2 separate regions of the Macaca mulatta genome follow, and region 1 is linked to region 2. A link is a contact called in public Hi-C data. All regions are on one chromosome and are shown on one strand. Each heading gives the region's core, a stretch centred on a gene start, on an enhancer-like site or on the middle of the called end of the contact. The rest is flanking DNA. Distances are from core to core; before and after follow the strand shown. Region 1 holds the start of PJA1 (praja ring finger ubiquitin ligase 1). Region 2 holds the start of EFNB1 (ephrin B1).

The links. Hi-C and Micro-C count contacts between places; a contact is called where the count stands out from the background.
Region 1: a Hi-C map of fetal cortex germinal zone shows a contact between it and region 2, with 3 times the contacts expected there. The contact joins the promoter of PJA1 here to the promoter of EFNB1 in region 2. A contact is called at or near these places in 2 of 14 Hi-C or Micro-C datasets (fetal cortex germinal zone and fetal cortical plate).

Annotation. Positions count from the first base shown.
Region 1 is chrX:75,670,568-75,673,570 of T2T-MMU8v2.0, reverse strand. PJA1 (praja ring finger ubiquitin ligase 1) reads left to right here and starts at 1,449. Exons shown (of 2, transcript XM_015127613.3): 1 at 1,449-1,571.
Region 2 is chrX:75,343,008-75,346,202 of T2T-MMU8v2.0, reverse strand. It overlaps EFNB1 (ephrin B1), which reads right to left and starts at 1,424. Exons shown (of 5, transcript NM_001261375.1): 1 at 621-1,424. The coding sequence starts at 748.

The sequences.
Region 1 (3,003 bases), core at 200-2,699, 330 kb before region 2:
CAAAAAAAAAAAAAGAAAGAAAATGTATCTCCATTTAAAAAATTGATAGCTTCAGATTTCTCGCCAATGAAGTTCAATTATTATTATCATTATTATTATCATCATTATTTTGAGACAGCATCTTGCTTGGTTGTCCAGGCTGGAGTGCAGTGGCGTGATCTCCACTCACTTCAGTCTCAACCTCCTGGGCTCACACAATCCTCCTGCCTCAGCCTCCTAAGTAGTTGGGACTACAGGCACACACCATCAGCTTGTCGTATCTTTCTGAGTGAATAAAACAACCTGTTTTGTTCTCTTTAGTGCTTTTTACTCTGAGTTCTCGATGTTTAGGATATTGATGTTGTTACGAGTTTCTTTCCTCCTTCCTTTTCTTTCTTTCTTTTTTTTTTTTTTTTTGCTTCTTTCTTTCCCTCATTCCCTCCCTCCCTTCCTTTTTTTCTGCTAGTATTTTACTGTCATATATATATTTTTTCTATTTCTGCTTTAGGTGAAACTCACAGAAATAGTATATAACTTGACTTTTAAAAACAAAATCCTCAAAATAAGAGTTTGGTTTTTATTAGGAGATGTTAACCCATAATGCATGCTGATATATTTAGATTCCTGCGTTTTTGTTTACTTTTTGCATCCTTTTTTTTGCACACCCCCAGCAACATTTCTTGACCTTTGTTCAGAATGAGTTTTTCTCTTTGTTCCACATATTATTACTTTAATGGTTTGAAAGTTATACATTCTATTTCTATTATGTTGCTACCCCTAAGATTTTTGTTCTCTTGTGCATTTTGTTTCCAGTAAGAACAAAACTTTGCTACTGTTGTGAACATAGGAAATGTTTACATTGGCTGTAAATATTAGAGTTCCATTATAAAGCGCAATTTAAAGACTTCAGAATTCAGTAAAATGGTATAAATCCAAAAGGCATAACTGTAATATGTTTTAACTGCAATGCAATACCAGAATATGAACCTGTGTTGTGTCTTATGATCTCTTGAATAGAGAAGCTTGGTTTTGTGATTAGCAGCAACAAATTCAACACTAAACAGCTTCAGTTTGCTTTAACAATAAGGTTAAAAAAATTTAAGCTTACTGCAACCCTAAATATAGTTTCACAGGTTTAATACTTTCGGTACAACCATAACACGTAACATAGGATGTGATGTAGTAACGTAATTACTCTCACATTGGACTTAATCAGAAAGAATTTGCAGATTTTATTTTATTAAAAAAAAAACACAGAAGGGAATATAGCTAAATATTTAACATTAGTTAAAGCTGGGTGTTCGTGACATTTTTCGCTGTCCTTTGCTGTATCCTTGACGATTTCATCATTTAAGATGAAATAATGCTTTCGGGCCCACCCTGATTTGTGGAGAGCAGCTGCCGCCCCCGCCACATCAAGGGGGCGGGCTCCAGCTGACTTCACAATCACTTCCGCCGCCGCAGTCGCCACCCGCCCCGCTGCTGTCTGGCGGGGGAGGAGCTCGAGACCGGGAGCAGCGGCTCTGGCGGTCGTGGCGGTCGGAGGTCCGAGAGCTCTGCTTCTCTGAAAAGCGTGTGGCTTTCTGGACTTGGTGAGTGAAAGGCTGATTGTTTCCTCGATTCATCCGGGCGCTGGCGGTGGCGCGAGTGGTCGGGCGCAGTGCGAGTGGCCGGGCACGGGGACGAGGATTTTGCGGGGTTCCTGGGAACTGCTTTTCAGGTTCGCCCCTCGGGAAGGGGTGGGGCGGACGCGGGACCTGACTGCAGAGTGAGGCCCATGTTCTACATCGGCCTGTTCTGGGGCCGCATCCTCCGCTGCCGGGAACCCCTTTCGTGTGGCGCGGTCCCCACTCGAGTGGCTTTCATCGCTATTGGGAGGGTAGTGGTGGTCGCGGCCCTCTCCCACTTCTCCCTGCCTCTCCTCCCCTCTCCTTCCTTCTTCCCTCCTCGGCCCCTTTGCGGAGCACTCCGTGGCCTTTCTTCCCATATTTTGCTGTTGTTTTGCCAAATGGTAAATGGTTAAGATTTTTAGGTAAAAATACTGTTCCCAGGGAAAAAATTGTAAGGAGGAAAAAATAATTATTCTCAGGGAAAACTAGACCCACGCACGCCCTTTTCTTTCATTTTGCCTCTTCCCTGCTACATCGGTTTGGGTCTCCCGTTTGAGCTGATGGCCTTTTCCCACCTCTTATTATGACATTGCGTACCCCCTACCCCACACCCCTCCGTGTCTCGCGAGCACGCGCCCCCGCAGAGAAGCTTTCCATTGCAGCCCCCTCCTTGCCCCTCCATCCTCAAGGTTCCAGTGCGTCTTCTCTCCCGCGCATGCGCAGGCACACGCAGCACACACCCTCTCACACACCCTCCACACACCCTCACACCCTCACACCCTCCCATGCCTTCCCCCTCCTCTATCCGCCTACCACATACACACCTCTAGCACCGGCCCCCTCCCTGTTCGGCCTCTGCGTGCTCTCGCGAACACATGCCTATTCACACACCCCCTCAGGCTGCTCTCCTTCTTCCTTCCTGTCATATACACACATAAGGACATCCTTCTATTGCTGGCCAGTGACATGCATATACAGCCACATGTGCTCATTCATACCCCCTCCTCAAATGCTCTCCTCTATTGATCTGCCACGTGTGTCAGACACAGCTCTTTCGCTGGTCCCTGAGGTGCACACACACACTCACATAAATCCTTCTATGGGGACACCACCTGCTTCCCTGCTTGCCATATCCACACAGGCAGGCATCGTTCTTTGATTGCCGGCCTCTGTTCCATCCACCTCAAGCGCATCCGTCTCCAGTGCTGCGCCACTCCCGACCCCCGCTTCCGTTTGTGCCTGCTGCATTTGCTCACACTGACATTTCTCCATTGTTGCCTCCCATTTTGACTAACATACGCACACACAAACTCTCAGACACTCCTCTCCATTGCCAACCATACACTCCCCTGCCTGTGACATACACATAAACATGGGCATCCTTCTGTAGTTTCAGCTGCCACACATACAGCGA
Region 2 (3,195 bases), core at 175-2,674:
GCTCCGGCAGGGAGAAAGGAGGGGCGGGGGGCAAGAAGAGACAGCAAAGCAAAAAGCCAGGGTGGCAAACAAGGAAGAAAGAAAAATGAAAATGGGAGAAGCCCGAGTGGGGATGTTGGCGCTGCCACCCGCCCCAAGCGCCGGGTCCCGCTCTGTGTTCCCTCCACAGCTAAGCAAACGAGGAACCCGTGTTCTGGCCTTGTCCCTCGCCCGAGTCAAGCTCACTCCTGGAGCGGCTCTCGGCGAAAATCACCACGTTCCCAGGGGCCCCGGAGGAAGCTGCGTTCTCGCCTCCACTCAGCTCTCCGGTGCGCTCTCGGGCGCCCGGACTCCCCAGCTCTGCCTGGTGCGACCATCTCCACTTGATCCAGGACGTGCGGAGGCAAGGGCTGGGAAGCCCAGGGGGTCACAACCCAGCCAAGTCCCCCTACCCCACCCCGCCGCACCCTGCTCCGCCCGCCTGCCCGCCCGCCCGCCCGCAAGAAAACACTCGAGAAAGCGGAGACAAAATGAGGCGCCGCTCCTCCTCCAAAGACCGCCCCACATGCACTCCGGGGCGTGCGGCCTCACCCTGAAGGAGTGCCTCCCACCCCAGGGTCCAGAGGAGATAAGTTACTCACTTGGGGTTGAGGGAGCTCCAGGATACGGGTTCCAGGTTCTTGGCCAGCGGTGTGGCGAGCCGGCACAGCGCCCACACGACCATCGCCACAAGCCACTTGCCGAGCCAACGCTGCCCAGGCCGAGCCATCTTCCCGGGGGCAGGCTGCACTTCGGGATCCTTTGGCGCCTCCTCAGCAAAGCTCGCCTCGCCTTCCTCTGCCGCGCTGCGCTCGGAGCCGCTCAGGCGCCCATCCTCCGCAGCCGCCGGCTTTGAAGTGCTCCCCTCCCGCCGGCTTCGGTGTCGCTCTTCTCCGCCCGGCCGGCCAGGAGGACTCACTGGGCAGCCGCCCCCAACCCGGGCATGGGCTTCGGCCTCCGAGGGCTCGTTCTCCTGGGCACTCCGCTGCCGCACGAGGCACGACGGGGGCTCTGCGCCCCCGGGTGATCCCGCCCGATTCCGCTCGACTCCCCGAGACGGTTCGGGGCTGCGAGCCCTCTCCCCGACGGGGTCTTCCCGCAGAGGGCTCGGTGGCCGCCCCGACGCCTTGACCGTCCCGGGATCGCTGTCCCTTGGAAGAAGTGGGGGTTTCCCCACAAAACAAGCTCGGTCCCCGGGCTCCCGACTGGGCCGCCCTGGCACGGGCTCCGTTCCTCCGGGCCACACTGGGACTCCGGGCTACGCGCCCCCGGACAGCTTCTACTTCAACGCGGGCCCTGCTCAGTGTACTTAGAAGAGCGGGGAGACGCTGCCGAGCGAGCCAGTCCCATTAGTTTGCGCCTCCGATGCCTCGGCCGGGTAGCCCGGCAGCCTCGCGTCGCCGAGTCCTTGCTCCCGGGCGATCGAGCCCGAGGGTCTGCGGCCAGTGCGAGCTTCACACACCTCCCACTGCTGTCCAGCTCGCATAGGCTTCCTTCGCTGCCGCTGTGCTGTCTACTCCCTTGCTCAGGCGAACGCAAGGCCAACCCTGCTCTCTTAGCCAATAGCAAGCTCAGTGGCGGGGTCCTTGCCCCATACCACGCCCCTAGAGCAGGAAGGGGGCGGGGTTTCAGGGAGCTCTTAAGGACGCCGCGCGGCCGATGGCACCAATCTGAGTGTGCGGCTCGTGTGGTTAGGGTTGGGTCCCGCTCAGTCCTGTTCCCAGAGCGCTCAACCCGTGGGAAGTTGGCACTCTAAAGAGCCGCCGGCCTGCTCTCCTCCCCACGCGTCTGGTCAACACCCCAGCCCACTGACCCTGTCCCATGTACCCCAGGAAAGTATTTCCACTCTCTTTTTACACACAGGACCCCTGAAGTCCTGCTCTGTGCCCACCTCCGTGTCAAGGACAGCCTGTCTGCTCCCCGTCCAGTCCAACGTAAGGCTTTGGTGGGCTTTCCTCCTCTCGCCCTCAAAATGCACTGTCTGCTTGCACTTGGACCCAGAGTCGGGAACATAAAAGTGAGAACAGTGGGAGGGGGAGACTTGGGAGGGTCCAGTACCTGACCGGGGTTGGAGGTGGGGCGGGGGGCAGGGTGGGGTTTGGTGGGGAGGGAAGGCATGTTCATTGCCCCTGGGGACCAGACCTTCGGAATTTCAGCTTTCTGGGGGAGGCTTGTGGGACCTCTGGAGCCAAGATTTAGTCTTGTCCTGTCCGAAGGCGCGGGCAAGGTCCCGGGATAGGCAAGCGGGGATGAGAGGGCACGTCGATAAAGAAAGACACCTCGAGGGCAAAGAGGAAAAAGCACAGGACACGAGACTTTTGAAAAAGCAAAAGCGGGCATCCTGGCCCTGAGAAGCCGGACTCCAGCCTGTCCCGGCCTCGCCATCTGGGTCTTTGTCTCCCAGCCCTGGCCCATTCTCCCCGCCCCGCCTTGCCTCTTTGCTTATAACTTGGCTCGATCCCATAGCTCAGACCCTCCCGGTCCGACCCACTCTCCCTGGTCGGACCCCAGAGGACGTACCCACGTGCTAATGTCTCCCCCTGCTGGACTTCCGTAGCACTGCGGGCGCCAGCGATAAACCTGGAGCTCCCACCGGGAGCGTGGCATACCCAAGCCTGGCACACGCACTTGAACACAAGACCTGGGACAGGTGTGGCCTTGGCAAAAACCGCCACCCTGTATGGGGAGGAAGGGAAAGAACTAGTAGAAATACCTGAGTTTGGGGTAGGCTTTGGGACTGCCAAGAATATAAGGTCTCCCCACTGCTTCTTTATGGAGATAATTAGATGAGCAACATTCCCAAAGTGCTCCACTATTCGCACACAGTTTCATGTCCATCATCTCGCTTAATAGGTGACTGAGCTACAGCGTTTCTCAGTGGATCCTCTGGTGATCTTTGTGGCTGTGGAGGTGGAAAGAGCCCAGATTTTGTCTTTTTATTTTCTCCCAAATAGAGGAGAAAATAGGTACAATCTGGGCACTTCCCACCTCCAGGGGCAGGCCCTTGAGGGTGAAGTGGCTCTGGGTAGATAGGGGAACGAAGGAGCTGTTTGGGGTCTCTGAGCTCCCAGCTGGACCCTGCATTGGGGTGTAAGGAAGGAGAGATGAGAAGAACAGGGTATAGGGACATACCAATAGTCTAGCTGGGAGACTGAGATCCCTGGAATGCATGCTAGG